Regions from separate parts of the Sus scrofa genome. Here all the other regions are linked to region 1. Evidence: chromatin contacts called from public Hi-C data. All regions are on one chromosome and are shown on one strand. The core of a region is the stretch at or near the end of the contact, and the rest is flanking DNA. Distances in the headings are between cores, read along the strand shown.

Region 1 (3,029 bases), core at 105-2,604:
GAAGCTGGTAAGAGCTCACCAAAGGGACAGACGAGCTGGAGCTGATATGAGCTGGAACCAGAAGCCTCTGGACTAATGGATACATCAGCTGGTTGCTCTGTTTAGTTTAGAACAATTCAACAACGCATATTGTGTATCAGGTGCAGGTCATAGTGTTAGGTGCTAGGACTACCAAGGGTCCGAAATTAGGAAACAGGGTATATTTATATTTAAACAGTATTTTAGTTACAGTTTCAAATAATATGCTTGGTATTTTTCCTCAACTTCCAGAAATCTTTTTAGGTTAAGTATCTCTAAATTTTAAATGATGGGGTAATCTGAAAAAAGTGTAATACATACGCTATGTTTTCCTCTATTTATTTTGTATATTTCGTACTAGACAACAAATGGACCTATTGCTTTAAACATACTGAGCATATTATTTTACAATGTAATAATATTCCACTTAAAAATAAATTAATCCAATGTTCCTTAATTTTTCTGATATACTAAAAGAAGCTTATGCAGATAGATTCCCAAGGAACTCTAGTCTAATAGAAGAGAAGGACATGGAGAACAAATCATTACACAGACTAAGAGCCGTCACAGAGAAATATAAAAGGAACAGAAGTGACTTCCCACTTGAGCAAGAGATTACTGCTTTGGGGAGAGGTAGCAGAGAGTCAGGAAAGAACTGTGGCACTGTCTGAGCAGGGTTTCGAGCAGTAAGTAGGCATTTACCTAGAGGACAAGGCGGGAAAGGAATTCCGGGGAGAGGACAGGCATAGTGCAAGAACATAAAGGTGGGAGAGAAATTGTGTGTTCAGAGAACCACAGCTAGTTTAGTATTGCTCAAAGTTTCAGTGAGAGGCGGTGGTGAGAAGTAGTCAGGGGCTAATATGTAACATATAGTCAAATTTGTTAATGAGTCAAATTTTATTTTATAGAGTTCATGGGGAATCAGCAAATGATTTTAAGTAGGGAAATAATTTGGTCAGACTTGTTGAGAAAAGGCAGCAGTCCCTATGGTCATTGTACAGCCTCTCAACATTCCTATGACCTGAGAGTAGGTTGAAAAGAAAGAGATAAAAAGCGAAATAAATAGAAGTCAGGATGTTATAAGCTTGCTAAATCTATTTGTTTTAGTGACAATGTATGATTCTCTGTGTTCAGTGCTTGAGACTGAAGGTGGAGGAACAGTGGCCTACTTATTTCTTTTTTGAGCTATAACTTTTCCACTCTACAAAACAAAAGTAGCAATTGTTTTAGGATAATTTGTCACGCTCCCTTTATTATTTCCTTTTCTTTTTTCCTACTTCTAAAATATCAACATTGGGTAGGCATGAGGTCACAGGAAGAGGAATGGTTGCATTAGATGGGGTATCCGTGTGGCTTCTTTCTCACTTCATGTATTTCCTTACAGCAATGGGAGTTGGTAGCATGGAAGCATGGAAAACCAAAATCCAGGGATCATCTGCAAGTCTTATTTTAGGAACCTGTTTTAGCCTTTTCTGCCGTCAAACCTCTCTGGCTTTTCTTTTCCCTTTTTTTCTTTTTAATATTAGAGTTCTTACCAGTTAACATTGTCAGAAAGGGAATAACTGTGTTTCACCCAGTTTCTCACTCCCTCTGGGAGAGAAACTACAACAGTCAAATATCCAGAAGGGAAGCAATTATAAGAGGAAGCTAAGGACAATCAAGATTTGACTGTATGCTTGTTGTAATTGTTGAATTATTTACATTCTTTGATTCCTCTTGGACCGAGCTGATGTGGTCGGGATGGTAGAAAGAACATTGGGCAAGGAACCAGGAGGTGGGTCTCTGGATTTCATTCTGCAATTAATTAACTGTGTGTCTTCAGATAAATCACTTCTTCGAGTCTATTTTCTGATCAGGAAAAAGAGGGAGTGCGATTATATCAATGCTTCTTCAGTTCTATTTTGCATTAGATTCACCTGAGGTGGTTCCAAAATACACAGATTTCCAGATCCGACTGGAGGATATAGTGTCATGGTGAGCCTGTGGACTCTGCATGGGACTGGACTCTACCCCCTGCCAGGCCACTTACTAACTAGGTGACCTTGTACAAGTTATTTCCAGTCATTTTTCTAATCTATAAAGCGGGGATAACAATAACAGTATCTACTCAATATTGTCCCTGGCAGGGTAAAGTGGTAATAATGCTTTTAAAACATACATTATATTGTCTGCCTCATTCTAAGCATTCAATAGATATTATCATTTGCATAGCCCATAGGATGTATGTATGGGGTGTGAATGTGTGTGTTTGGTGCAGGGTAGGTGCTCTATAAGCACCTGTTGAATAAATAAGGGAAGTATAACTGAAGGGTTTTTTTTAAGCAACATTTATTTGACCTCACATCTGAGATTCTTTATTAGCCCCAGGCATTACTTCCCCAAGAGAGGTAAGGATAGTTTGAGGGAAGTCTAAACGTTGTGCTCAATCTTTGTCCTCTTCTTATTCTTAGATTCATGAGAGCCTCAGGATAATTTAAAAAAAATAATTAAACGATAAAGTCCCATTAAAAGGCAGGGAATGAGTCTCAAGGACTTTGCTGGCTGGATCCAGCCGGCCACTACATAATACCATGACTCCCACCCGGGTGTGCGTCTCCCATTTTACCTCACAAGACGTCGTGAAATTCTCAAAGTCACTGTCATTGCAGTTGACTTTGGATCATTTTTAAAAAGCAGTAATCCATTTCTCATTTTGTTGACCGAGCAGAAAACAGGGCAATGTAACTTTAAAAAAGCTTGAAAATCAGCGATATCATAAATAGCGAACTTCTGTCCCCCATTAAGCTACTGATCAAAACTCTCCGCGTACATTGAACTGTGTGTTTTTTTCGGTGGTGGTAGCTCCTCGCCTAATTTCCAGCTTGCGATTCTCCCTGGTGTTTTTAGTGAGAGGAGTTACCAGTTGAGTACCAGCGGAGAGGAAATCGCCTCTGAATCTCTGGAGGTGGCCTCCTAGAAAGATCGCTGGGAGGGGAGGAGCCCTGATTGTCCTGGAAGAAAAGCAAGGCCCC
Region 2 (3,010 bases), core at 156-2,655, 170 kb after region 1:
GCATAAGGATAATATCTTTTTGATGTCGGAGATGGACCGTGACAAAGAAGTAAGAATACTCCCTCTTGTGGTTCTTGAGAAAAATATTCCCTCCAATAAGAGAGTATTGAAAAAACAGAAACTCTGAACTCAGATAATTTCAGTGGATAATTAGAATGTATCCTTTTCTCTCTGATCTGGTTTTATGAAGCTGAGTAACCATTTTAGGCTGTGGATTTTCTTGAGGCTGTAGATGAATTTGTACTGTTAATTTCAGGGAGAAACTGAGAATGTGACATGAGGAAAGGTCTCTTCATCCTGACCTGGAAAAAAGTTGCTTTCACTTGCAATTTTTTTTCCCTAAAGGGTTAAGTACTAGTAATGGTTGAGGTCGTGATTCCTGGCCCGGAACTTCTGCATCCAGAGGCAAAGGCATGGCAAAAAAAAAAAAAAAAAAAAAAAAAAAAAAAAAAAAAAAAAAAAAAAAAAAAAAAAAGGTGTTGTAGTAACTGTCACTCAGTTTCTTCTTTCTTTAATTTGCAACTGGTTCCCCAACGTGGCCTTGTACTAGCTTTGGGAGAAGCTTTGATTTAAGAGGGGGTAAATTTGTGTTAGGACACTATCTCCTCTAAAACACATCACTCATTATTTTGTGGGGTTGGTGTAAATGTATTTATCAGATGCATGTTTTTCCCCCCCTATAGATTTGGAATCTTGTTTAGCAGCTTTGTTTTTCTCAGGGGATGGTTGGCTGCGAAACACTGGGAAGAGTAAATTTACTAATTTCTTAAGTAAAATAGAGATGGCATCACAATTGGAAAGCAACACATATCCAATGTCAGCAGTGGTTTGATGCGAAATTATCATTTGTTTTTTCATAATTGACGCCTCTTGATTTTTGCTTCTAAGGTTTCACCATTAGAAACATGATATCCTCCATTTCTGAAGAGGGTTGACGCCTGTGTAGGAATCAACATTTATTTATCTCTTGATCTCTCTGGTTCTCTATTTGGTTGTATGTGTTGTTCTGGTTAGCCCTGAAAAGTCATGGTTTACACTGCTGTTGCTGTATCCCATTTAGCTTAGGATTTGTTCCTTTTTCTTTTCTTTTTTTTTCCTCAGGGAAAAATTTAATAATTTCTGTTTCAAAAGACATAAAATGGAACTTTAAGAACACTGGAAGCAATTTTAAATTTTAAAATATTTAATTATTACATTGAAACAATACATTCCTTAGAAAAATACCCATGATATGATACTAGAACCGAAAAAACTAAAGTACATGAATTGTGAGGGGAAAAGAAACTGCCTTGTTCTGGATGAAATGCATTACTGCTACTTATGTTCCATTGGACAAACAGGTCACATGAGCCACTGAGATGCATAGTTTCTGGGAAATAGAGTTCAGCTGTTTGCCCAGAAATAATGTTGAGAAACATATACTTAGTCTCTGTCACATGATGTTAGAACAAACACATGATGACAGAGCATGAAAGATACATGCAGTCCAAAAGCAAGAATGGTGTTATTTGCACCTTACAGATAAAGAAACTGAGGCTCAGAAGAACTAAGAAAATTGCTTGTTGCCACACTGCCAAAAAGGGGCAGAATTAAGCATCAGACTTGAGTCTATTGACTTCCAGTCCCAACATTTACCACCACATTCCAAAGATCTCTTGGCAGTTTCTAGAAATCATACTTTATAGTCCATTTATATATTTACTGTATGGTTAACAGAAGCTAAAATTTAAGTGATTTAGGTTATTATTTCTAATTTTACCTGAATTATAATACTTGCATACCTTTTTAGAAGATATGACTAAATATAAATATTGAAAGAATTTATATATATTTGTCTATCAGATTTGATTTGAACTTTCTTGTGAAAGTCCATTACCTGAATTATACACAGACAGAAAATAGCTTTTCCTTTTACCTATGTATCCATTTTTTTTTTCTTATTTGAGACCATGGAGTTAGAATCAAAATCTCAGGAGATTTTATCATTTTTTTTCTGGATTGAACATAACACATAACCTGGTTCTTGGTTAGAGCTTTTTATTAGTTTGGGGGGTGAGTATAATATAAATCTGGAAGGTGTCTCTTCTTATATGCATTTTCTCCTACATAAATAATCTTGAGACTCATAAAAGGAAAATAAGATTCTGAAATTAAATTCTCCATTGCCTTTGTTGCTTCATTTTATCACTGTCTGTTGACTGGTTGGTTTAATAGAACAGCTTCCTTAAAATATATAACAAATGGACCAATCCAGTTTGCTATTTTCCCATATTTTTTCAGAAGGCACAAGAAAGATTTTGTTGTTGTTGCTATTGTTAGACAACAGAATTATGTGAATCTTAGACTTTGGGAAAAAAAAAAACATTATATATAGCTTGGAGATATTTGCTCTGTCCTGCGTTTTAGGGTTATTTTCTATCAAGGATAATTTCACCTGACACCTGTTAACAAGCAAAGTTGAAGCAAATTAAAGATTGATTGATGGGCTTTAATCTCCCCTTATGTTTCTGTCTGTCTCCATAATTCAGAGTTCACATTTGGGTTGTCTGTGTGTTTAAAGCAAACTGGATGGAAAAAGTGAAAGGAGAGGACACAGTCATTTCTTCGCCTAATGCTAACTCCAGTCGTGCTTTGATCCTGCTATTCTGTGTTCTCTACTGAGAGCACTTGATCCTGGACCAGCAGACCTTCTTGCAGAAACAACACTGACAGTTTTTCTACCTATCCATTCTGGAAATGTGTTTGGTTAAAGCTGCTTTGCCCTTAGCCTTTGCAAGCACAAAAACTCGGAGGCTTGTCCTTTGAGGAAGCATGTAAGCTAGCGAAGCATAAATCCCTGTTTGTCTCAAATGACAAGTTATACATTTAGCTGCTCATCAAGAAGCATTCTCTCTCTGTTCCACAGAGAGCAGCAGCTCAGCAAGCTCAGTGTTCTGACTGACACGAAGCTCAGAAGCTCAGAGATTCCATATCAATAGTATGTAAATGTAGCAGGAGAACAGACTAAAGA
Region 3 (2,700 bases), core at 22-2,521, 200 kb after region 1:
AACATTTTTCAGAAATCCAGTTCAGTAAGTTGTCCTATTAGTAAGGATTGAAAAGAAAGACTAAAAGAACACATAAACATTTTGATAGTTTTTGTGGATTGGGATGATGCTGAATCTTTATTTTCTGGTATACAATTTTCAGTATTTTCCAATTACTATAGTGGACATACATTACCTTTATCAGTAGAAAAAAATGCTATAAAAATACAATTGTGTTAGATCTTGTATTAGGTTTAATACTAATTTAGTCACAATGTAAGGACTTTGGTTTTTGCTTTCAGATAGGAAGGGATTGCCATTTTAGAGTAGAGATCTGGGGGCTTCTGGGCAGCCTTGCCAGGAACTCAAAAAACGGGCCCGGTCTTTCAGTAGGGAAGAAGAGAAGTGCTGGGGTAGGGACCATCAGTAGGTGGGGCCCTGTAAACCCGAGGGGTAGGGGGTTACAATCCCAGTAAAGAAGGGGGAGAGTGGCCAGGGCAGGGTTGTAGTCCTCCTGGAACCAGGGTCCTGCAAAACTGTAGTCAGACCAGGGACCACCCTACCTCCATGCTGAATAAATTGAAAGACTGTAGTCTAATTACTGTAACTCCCCATGTTTTTGTGAAGCCAGAAGCTAAGTGTTTTGTTTTTTAATTTTTATGAGGTTGTTAAAAACAAAACAAAACAAACAAACAAAAGACAAGCGACAGAGGCTGTTCCTGGACTGCAAATCCTAAAATATTTTTTACTTGGATTTTTACAGAAAAACTCTGCCAACTCCTTGATTAAGAAACTCTAGGCTGATAAAATTTTAAGGTATTTTAAAATGTTACCTGGGTAAGCTCTTGGAGGAGCTGGGTGTGGAATGGGTCCGCAGGGGCACTTTTGCTCAGTGGTATCAGGAGATGTGGTACTGCCCAGGCTCGTCAGACACAGGAAGTCAGAATCCACTGAGGAGAGAGTAAAAACTCACCTCTGGAGACTCCAGCCAGGATAGGAATGGTCAGGCACCAGTAGCCACACACAACTGGCTCGTCCTGGCAGAGGGCTCCAAAGGATGAGCGAGGGTCACTGAAGCTCTCAGCGAACTGCAAAGGAAGGGAGGTTTCATCTTGGAAAGCAGCACAGTCACTCCTGGAGAAGCCAACAGAGCGCCCTGCCGCGTTTTCTCTTCTCTTCTCTGCTGTAGAGAGCCGCGGGAACTGCGAGGTCGGCTCGCGCATCTGTAACTTTTGGAGAAGCGCCGCGTGGGTGCGGCTGCTGCCCGGCGCCTGCGCAGCTGTGCTCGCAAGATCCTCCCACCGCGCAGGCTCCGCGGGTCAGTCCGCAGGGGGGCGGGGGGAGCGACCCTGTTTGGGTACCGAGGGCGGGGGGAAGCAGGGCGGAAGAACTTGTACTGCGTCTTTTGCTGAACAATTTTGAGAGTTAGTAGTGAACACCATAACCCTTCACCCTTAAATATTACCGATATTTGATCTGCGCAAAAGACAATTTAATTCAGCCAATATCTCAGTACTATCTCCTAAGAATGAAAGCTTCTGCTACATCACGGTTTCTCTGTCGCGACGCTATTGATTTGGGGGAGGACGATTCTATGTTGTGAGGTTAGGGGGACTGTCTTGTGCATTTCCAATGCTTAGTTGCACTCTCGACCTCTACATAGTAGATGCCAGTAATAACCTTCCCTTTCCTCCCCAACTATGACAACCAAAAAATGTTTTCAGACACTGTCAAAAATGTGAGGTGGAAGGCAGGGCGAAGTGACTCCAGTTGAGGACTACTGAACTGTAGGGTCACAGTGCTGTGTCTTAGGAATTGTATCAGTCATAAGGAGTCGGAATCCATTAAATCTTATTACATTACTATGCTTTATATACAGTCCATGTTAGAATTTCTGATCGCCCCTCCCCCACACCAGCCCAAATCTTTGCTTACCCTAGTGTTGTTTGTAAAATATAAAAATCCAGGATTTAACAAGAATCGCGTATTGATTTTTGTTAGCAAGTCCCTTTAGTTTCCTTCAATTTAGATTACTTCCTCGGCATTTTTGGTTTGTTTTCTGGCAGTGGCTTTTTGGGAAAGTTCAGGCCAGTGGTTTTCCAAAATATCCTTCAATTTGGATACTCATATTGATCCTCCTTGTAAAATTCACATTGAAGTTTTTGTTTGTTTTGGTTTTGGCTGGAATTCCACTTAGGTGATGTTGTATCTTTTTTTTTTTTTTTTTTTTTTAAATTTTAGAACAACCGGGAGTTCCCGTCGTGGTGCAGTGGTGAACGAATCCGACTAGGAACCATGAGGTTACAGGTTCTGTCCCTGCTCTTGCTCAGTGGGTTAATGATCCGGTGTTGCCGTGAGCTGTGGTGTAGGTCGCAGATGCGGCTCAGATCCTGCGTTGCTGTGGCTCTGGCGTACGGATAGCAAAAAGACAAAAAAAAAAAAAAAAAAAAAATTTAGAACAACCATTTATCTTCCAGTGATTTGAGATGCCACTTTTATCACATAATTCCCACATTGTACTTGGCTCTATATCTGTATTTTCTATTTTCTTCCATTGATCTGTTTGTCTACTCACATGTAATCTTACATTGTTTCAATTATAGAAACTATAATATTTCCAATATCTGGTAGAGCTAGGCCTGCCTCATTGCTGTTTTCTTATTTTGATTTCCTATTTTTTGGGTAATCTTGCTTATTTTTTTTTCCCATGCAAACTGTATA

The links. Hi-C and Micro-C count contacts between places; a contact is called where the count stands out from the background.
Region 2: a Hi-C map of alveolar macrophages shows a contact between it and region 1, with 2.6 times the contacts expected there. The contact joins the enhancer-like site here to the promoter of LOC102157687 in region 1. A contact is called at or near these places in 11 of 47 Hi-C or Micro-C datasets (adipocytes, alveolar macrophages, brain and 6 more) and 2 of 2 datasets of contacts at active chromatin or transcription factors (alveolar macrophages and skeletal muscle).
Region 3: a Hi-C map of fetal skeletal muscle shows a contact between it and region 1, with 2.9 times the contacts expected there. The contact joins the enhancer-like site here to the promoter of LOC102157687 in region 1. A contact is called at or near these places in 1 of 5 promoter capture datasets (liver), 24 of 47 Hi-C or Micro-C datasets (adipocytes, alveolar macrophages, brain and 15 more) and 2 of 2 datasets of contacts at active chromatin or transcription factors (alveolar macrophages and skeletal muscle).

What each region holds. Positions count from the first base shown.
Region 1 is chr13:152,096,753-152,099,781 of Sscrofa11.1, forward strand. It overlaps LOC102157687, which reads left to right and starts at 1,355. Exons shown (of 7, transcript XR_002337929.1): 1 at 1,355-3,029.
Region 2 is chr13:152,265,611-152,268,620 of Sscrofa11.1, forward strand. No RefSeq gene overlaps it. Among named protein-coding and RNA genes, the nearest start is that of CCDC54, 110 kb to the left of the region's middle. Within about 2 kb of position 1,406, at least 14 of the 83 cell types and tissues checked have an H3K27ac peak or open chromatin away from gene starts, as enhancers often do. A contact at or near this core is called in alveolar macrophages, where this site is marked.
Region 3 is chr13:152,294,585-152,297,284 of Sscrofa11.1, forward strand. No RefSeq gene overlaps it. Among named protein-coding and RNA genes, the nearest start is that of CCDC54, 140 kb to the left of the region's middle. Within about 2 kb of position 1,272, at least 49 of the 83 cell types and tissues checked have an H3K27ac peak or open chromatin away from gene starts, as enhancers often do. A contact at or near this core is called in alveolar macrophages, brain, embryonic fibroblasts and 8 more, where this site is marked.